Linked DNA regions of Sus scrofa: region 1 is linked to region 2. Evidence: chromatin contacts called from public HiChIP or PLAC-seq data. All regions are on one chromosome and are shown on one strand. Each heading gives the region's core, a stretch centred on a gene start, on an enhancer-like site or on the middle of the called end of the contact. The rest is flanking DNA. Distances are from core to core; before and after follow the strand shown. Region 1 has its middle 37 kb from the start of ATP13A3. Region 2 holds the start of ATP13A3 (probable cation-transporting ATPase 13A3).

Region 1 (3,407 bases), core at 410-2,909, 37 kb after region 2:
TTTTGGTTTTGTTTTTGGTTTTTTTTGCTTTTTTTTTTTCTTTTACTTTTTAGAGCTGCACCTGCAGTATATGGAGATTCCCAGGCTAGGGGTTGAATTGGAGCTACAGCTGCCAGCCTACACCACAACCACAACAAGGCCGGATCTGAGCCACATCTGTGACCTATACCACAGCTCATGGCAATGCCGCCAGATCCTTAACCCATTGATCGAGGTCAGGGATGGAACCCCCATCCTCATGGATCCTAGTCGGGATTGCTAACTGCTGAGCCATGAAGGGAACTCCCCACAAAGATTTAAACTCAAGTTCCTTAGCCTTGAATGTAGGAAGCTTCCTGATATGACTGTACGCACCTTTTTTTAAAGGTTATCTCATATTCCCTGCACATACACACCCTTTGGCCATGAGGACTTACTCTGTCTCTTCCAAATATGTTGGACAGATCTCATTTGTTTATTCTTGGAATGTCCTGTACGGAAGGCTGTCTCCCTAGCTGCTTCCACATGACAACCACCCTTCAGGGTTCCATTCTTTTCCCCTACTCCTGCTATCCCAGCTCCCCAGCCAATGGTGTTTCCCTCCCCAAAACTCTGACGTTTCACATTTATCCTTGTTATACGTGGCCCTTTATCATTGATAAGCTTCCTTACCTTTGCTCATATCTCACTTTTTTAGCTAGTCTCTGAGTTTCTTAAAGACAGTGAACATCATTGCATCTCCCTTGGCTTCCAGGACAGGGTTTACCTAGAGTAGATTTTGGGTTATTTCTTTTTCATTGATGGATTTTGTAATAAAAATTTTGAACACCTTACTGTAGCCTCCAACTCTACATGAGTTGGCCTCTGCCATCTTCTTTGGCCTCGTTGATGGCTCCCTGCTGCTTAGCACTCTAAACCTTGCCATCTCCAGCACCGGTCAGTTTCTTAAGCACTCCAGCCAGTGCATCTTATGCCGCCTCCTCTGCCTGAACACTCAGTTCCTCTTCTTTGTCTGGTTGACTCTTACTCAACTTTTGGGTCTGAATCCAAGCATTGTTTCCTAATGAGAAGTCTTCCTCCAGACTCCACGAGAAACCACAGGTTAGTAAAATGAGGGACAGCCAAATGCAGTGTGTGTATGTGTGTTTAGCAAGAGGAAATGAGAAACATCTACATCCACCCACTCATGAACTCTCTCCAGCTTCTCCTTTTCCTGTCCCCTTTGGGTGTCAGCCATCTGGTATTACTCATAGGATCCCTGGATTGACTTTCGTTCTTCAGCCTTAGTACCTTTGTACACACTTTTCATTCTGCCCTATTTCATTTCACATCTAGTTAACTCTATTCATCCTTCAACCCACAGCCATGGAGTCTATAAAATGCGAACAGTAGAAATAGCTTCTACTTCAGGGCATTGTTGTAAGGAGTAAATAAGTATATATGTAGTTCCTAGACTACTTTCTGGTATATACTAAGTGCTCAATGATTTTTAGCTATTATTATTACCATTATCATCATCTTCTCTCTCTTCATTATTATCAGTGTATATGGTACTTATAAAAGTACCATGCCATTTATCATGCTATGTAGTATTGTTTTCATATCTGTCTCTCCCTGTCATATGCGTGCCTTGTTGATTGAATTGTCATCAGATAACTACGTCATTCTACAAACCCTAGCAAGCCCTCAACGGTCAAATCTAAGAGCTGTAGAAATCCCGTGGGGGTTGTGATAGGAAAACATCGACTGCATGACAAGGCTCTGGGAAACTGAACAAGTGAATAAGCTTAAAAAGAATCCCTTAGAAACAACCACAGGACTCTTACTCACCATTGGTGAGAGTGCAAGTTGACACCACCTTATTTTTTAGGGCAATTTGATACGCACTTCTAAAATTTTAGTTGTATACACCCTTTGACAAAACAATACCCCTTTTAGGAATCCCTTCAATAAAAATGCTCAAGTATGCAAAGGTATATGATAAGGTTGACTATTAACATTACTTGTAAAATAAAATATTGGAAATAGCCCAAATGCTCATCTAAATGGGACTAAATAAATTCATTGTGGGATTATAGGGCATCCACACAATGAAATTCTATGTAACTGTTCATGAAAAGAAGAAAGAGCTATATGTCCTGAAGCTAGAGGTCCATAAAACTGATAATGAAAAAATTGCAAATTATCCTAAATGTGTTAGCCCCTTTGGGGGGGCGGAATCAATTTTATTAAGGTATTATTTATTTATTTATTTATTTATTTATTTATTTTTGTCTTTTTGCCATTTCTTGGGCCACTCCAGCGGCATATGGAGGTTCCCAGGCTAGGGGTCAAATTGGAGCCGAAGCCACCAGCCTACGCCAGAGCCACAGCAACACGGGATCCGCGCCGCGTCTGCAACCTACACCACAGCTCACGGCAACGCCGGATCGTTAACCCACTGAGCAAGGGCAGGGACCGAACCCGCAACCTCATGGTTCCTAGTCGGATTCGTTAACCACTGTGCCACAACAGGAACTCCAAGGTATAATTTAAATACAATAAAATTTACCAGCATTAAGTGCACAATCAGATGAATCAACAAATATATAAGGTCACATAACCACCACTGCAATCATGATATTAATAGAACATTTTCATCACTTGGAAAAGTTATTTGAAAACCATTTGCAGTCATTCTATATCTTCACCCTCTGGGCCCTGGCAACCACTGATCTGTTTTGTATAACTTTTTTTTTTTTTTTTTTTTTTTTTGCTTTTCTAGAATTTCATATAAATGGAATCATACAGTAGATACTCTTAAGTCTGGCCCCGTTCACTTAGCATAATGCTTTTGAGATTCATTCATGCTGTTACCTAGCAAGAGTTCACGCTTACTGCTGACTCGTATTCCATTGTAAGGATGTACTACAACTTATTACTTCACTTCATGGTTGTTTTTTTTTGGTTTTTTTTTTTGTTTGTTTTTTTACTTTTATTAGCGCTGAACCTGCAGCATATGAAAATTCCCATGCTAGGGGTCAAATCAAAGCTGCAGCTATTACTTCATTTCATAATTGATGAATATTTGGGCTGTTTTTAGTCTTTTGGGGTTTTTTTGCCTTTTTTTTTTTAGGGCCACTGGTGCAGCATATGGAAGTTCCCAGGCTAGGGGTCAAATCTGAACTGTAGCCACCGGCCTGCACCACAGCCACAACAATGCAGGATACAAGCTGTACCTGTAACCTACACTACAGCTCATGACAACGGTGGATCCTTAACCCACTGACACTGATCGAGGCCAGGGATCAAACCCGTGTCCTTATGGATACTAGTTGGGTTTATTTCCACTTCACTGCAATGGGAACTCCCTGTTTCTAGTTTTTGATGATTATGAATATATCCACTAGAGACATTCGTGTACAGTTTCATTTAATTAAACTTTTTTT
Region 2 (3,034 bases), core at 53-2,552:
AGGGCAGAGAGCACTTTTAACTAAGTAACTGCCCTTCAAAAGACAATCTCCAATCAGAATACCTTCAATTTAGCAACAAAGCCTTCAGAACAGTGTTCATTCTGCAATGATCTTTAACCTTCCAGCATTTGTTAGATTTCTTAAAAATTCTAACTTCCTGACTCATAGAGCTAAAATAGTCATTACATACACAAATGTTCTACTCATTTAGTTTGGGATCATGTGTAGGAAACACAGGTTTCTGTTTCTAGGTTTACCACTCCATACCCATTCGTTTTGTACTAATATAACCGCTAAATATAGCTCTAAAACACTGATGATTAAAAGTAGTTAATTATGTGAGTGATTCATACCTCCTATGTCCAGACACCAAGATCCAAGGATGTTTCTGTCAGATCTATGGGAAGAGGTAATGATAAACACCTGTCACAAAATCTTTCCAAATGGAGAAGCTCTGAATTACTGTCAACCCCCAATTAGATTCCCTCAGCACCACTCCCCCCACCCCAAAGAGATCACACATCCACCAGAACCGCACTGTGCACATGGTGTGGGGAGAAGGAAAGGGTATAAAGAGAGTGGCCATGAAGTAATGGAAGACAGGGCCTTGGGTTTTTCTAGTTCTATCACAGAGTCAAAGTGAGAGGCCTTAGATAAGTCATAAGTCACTTTTCCTCTCTGGGCCTCACTTAGCTTAATGCGGTAATTGGCAAGGAGCTCTACTACTCCGTGGCTAAGGACGAATTCAAGATTCCTCAGTCAGCACTCGTACAAACCCATCCAAGCTCCCTTCTAATACCTTACCTTCGACCTCACCATCTCCTGAACTTTCTAAAAGGGCTGGACGACCGTCCCACTCCCAAATCCCAACACACACTCGCCTTCTTCCCAAGTGGCGTGACCCAACCAGGCCTTCACACCCACAACGTGGAGCCCTCCTTCTCGCCTCACCTGTCCCAGACAGACATTCCGCAGTCTTAGCGCTCCCCTCCGCACACACGCCTTCCAGGAGAAGTGATGCCCAATTCCGGCCCGAGGAGGCCGACCGAGAGCTCACCTGGTACCCGCCACCCCCGACAATACCATTCACCTCCTCCAACCTCCCCCATCACCTCCACCCACCGGCTACACGCTCCGTTCACCCTGCCTTCCAGCGCCCCGGGGAAGCCGGGACCACTCACCGGGCGCCGCGGCGCTGTCTCCTCGGCGGCCTCCCGGCCGGAGCAGCCAAAGGGCCGCGGGGGCCGGGGCCAGGGCCCGCCGCTGTCGCCGCCGCCGCCTCGCCTCAGCCCAGCCCCATCGCCCTCGGCCAGCGCCGGCGGCCGCGGGTCGCTCGAGCTCGAGGCGCCGCCGCCGCCGCGCGCTGCGGCTCGGGGTTAGGGGAGGGAGGCGCCGCGGCGGGGCCCGGGCCGAGCCGGGGCGCAGGGGCGTCCGCGCTCTCTTCCTCGGCGCGCGCGCGGCTGCGGCGTGCAGCCGGAGCAGGGCGAGAACAAGGGCGGGCGGCAAGGGAAGGCAGGCAGGGGAGGGGGGCGGTCTGCACTCCCAAACGGCCTCTCGCCGCCAGCGACGTAGCGAACCCCCCTCCCCTCCGCTGTGGCGCCTGGATCGCTCTGCCGGGAGAGCCCGCAGGCGGGCGGGGGAGCGCTCACGGGGAGCTCGGGACTCCCGCGCCGGATGTGAGGTCACGTGATTGCCTCATCCAACGCCGAGGGCGGAGGGGCGCAAAGGGGACGTCAGGAGGGGCGGGACCGGTGGGTGGGCGGGCCGAGATTCGGGCCACGCCCACCACCTCCCCTTTAGCTCCCTCACCCCCAGGCGGGAGGAGAAAAGAAAGGGGGAGGGAGGGCACTACAGGGGGGCTCGAGGTTGGGGTGCGGGGTGTTACTAAGCGAGAACGGCATTTTTTTTGGCGGTAGGAGGTGGAATTTACCAACCTGGCCGTGCAAATACCAGCTCACAGTCCAAGTCCGCATTTTATGAAGAGGGAAACTAAGTCCCTGCGAGGGGCCTAACCTAACTTGCCCAGAGTCAAGGTCACGGAGGAACCTTGTACGAAAATGCTAGAGAGGAAGCCAGATTGTGGCTCCCAATCCAGGTCCCTTTCATTCCTTAGTAGTCCCCTCCCCAATCCAAAAAAAAAAAAAAAAAAAAAAAAAACAAGCAAAAAGCTGTAATTCTCTTTTAACCACCGGCTCCGCGCGCCAGGCCTCGGGCGGAGGACTAGTAAGTGTACCCAAGAGAAAGTTCCCACGCTTCCATTCCACCGCTTCTAGCGGTAAGGAGTTCCTTCCGACAGCGCTGGATGTAAATTAAATACTTCCCTCCGCAGAAGATTTATCTCTGAGCAGGGCCCCGGCCGGATGTACAAATCGCGAGTCTGGTTTTCGCGGAGACCCTTCGATGACGCGCCCGCCATCTTTTGGCGCTGAGACTCCCTTGCCCGTGACCTTGGAGCAGGGCCATTTTTTTGTCGTTCACCTTACGGCTAACAGAATTCCTAGCTGCTCAAGCGTAAGAAAGGAGGAGACCACGACCTCTGGTGCACTGCACTTGGGCACGCTTCGCCAGGGGCAGGGAGCATTCAGGCTCTGGTTCATAGCATTTAAAGACACTTCTTGGGGTGAATGGGGGGAGCTACCACCTTTGGTACGCGACACTTGGTGACACCTCATTTGGAGCAGCACACATCCCAAGTCAAGTCACCAATGTCACCTTATAGAGAGCCTGGAACACGCTGCTCCTGGCCCCCGAGGTTGTTTGGAGCTGGACGGTTTCCGAGCACTTCCTCGCACCCTTTGGCTTGGACCACGCACTGGACTGAGATGGATCTACAGCTCTCTCTTCCCCACCCCTGGGCTCAGTCTCACGGTTTGATTCCACCCTGACGGTGTTCAAATGATTAAATGAGATAAGGAGTGTGGAAGTGTTGGGCAAACTCTAAGAAGCTCCCTCGGAGGCCTTGGGCCCTTAAAGCCTCCTTTCCCACCTCTCCAGATTCTTTGGCTCCTGACTCTTTTCCCTCAGCCTTTCCCAA

Evidence for each region. HiChIP or PLAC-seq counts read pairs in DNA pulled down with a chosen protein or histone mark.
Region 1: an H3K27ac HiChIP or PLAC-seq map of alveolar macrophages shows a contact between it and region 2. The contact joins the enhancer-like site here to the promoter of ATP13A3 in region 2. A contact is called at or near these places in 7 of 47 Hi-C or Micro-C datasets (adipocytes, alveolar macrophages, embryonic fibroblasts and 3 more) and 2 of 2 datasets of contacts at active chromatin or transcription factors (alveolar macrophages and skeletal muscle).

The regions. Positions count from the first base shown.
Region 1 is chr13:131,511,857-131,515,263 of Sscrofa11.1, forward strand. No RefSeq gene overlaps it. Among named protein-coding and RNA genes, the nearest start is that of ATP13A3, 37 kb to the left of the region's middle. Within about 2 kb of position 1,660, at least 21 of the 83 cell types and tissues checked have an H3K27ac peak or open chromatin away from gene starts, as enhancers often do. A contact at or near this core is called in alveolar macrophages and embryonic fibroblasts, where this site is marked.
Region 2 is chr13:131,474,803-131,477,836 of Sscrofa11.1, forward strand. It overlaps ATP13A3 (probable cation-transporting ATPase 13A3), which reads right to left and starts at 1,303. Exons shown (of 34, transcript XM_021070069.1): 1 at 1,182-1,303; 2 at 354-397.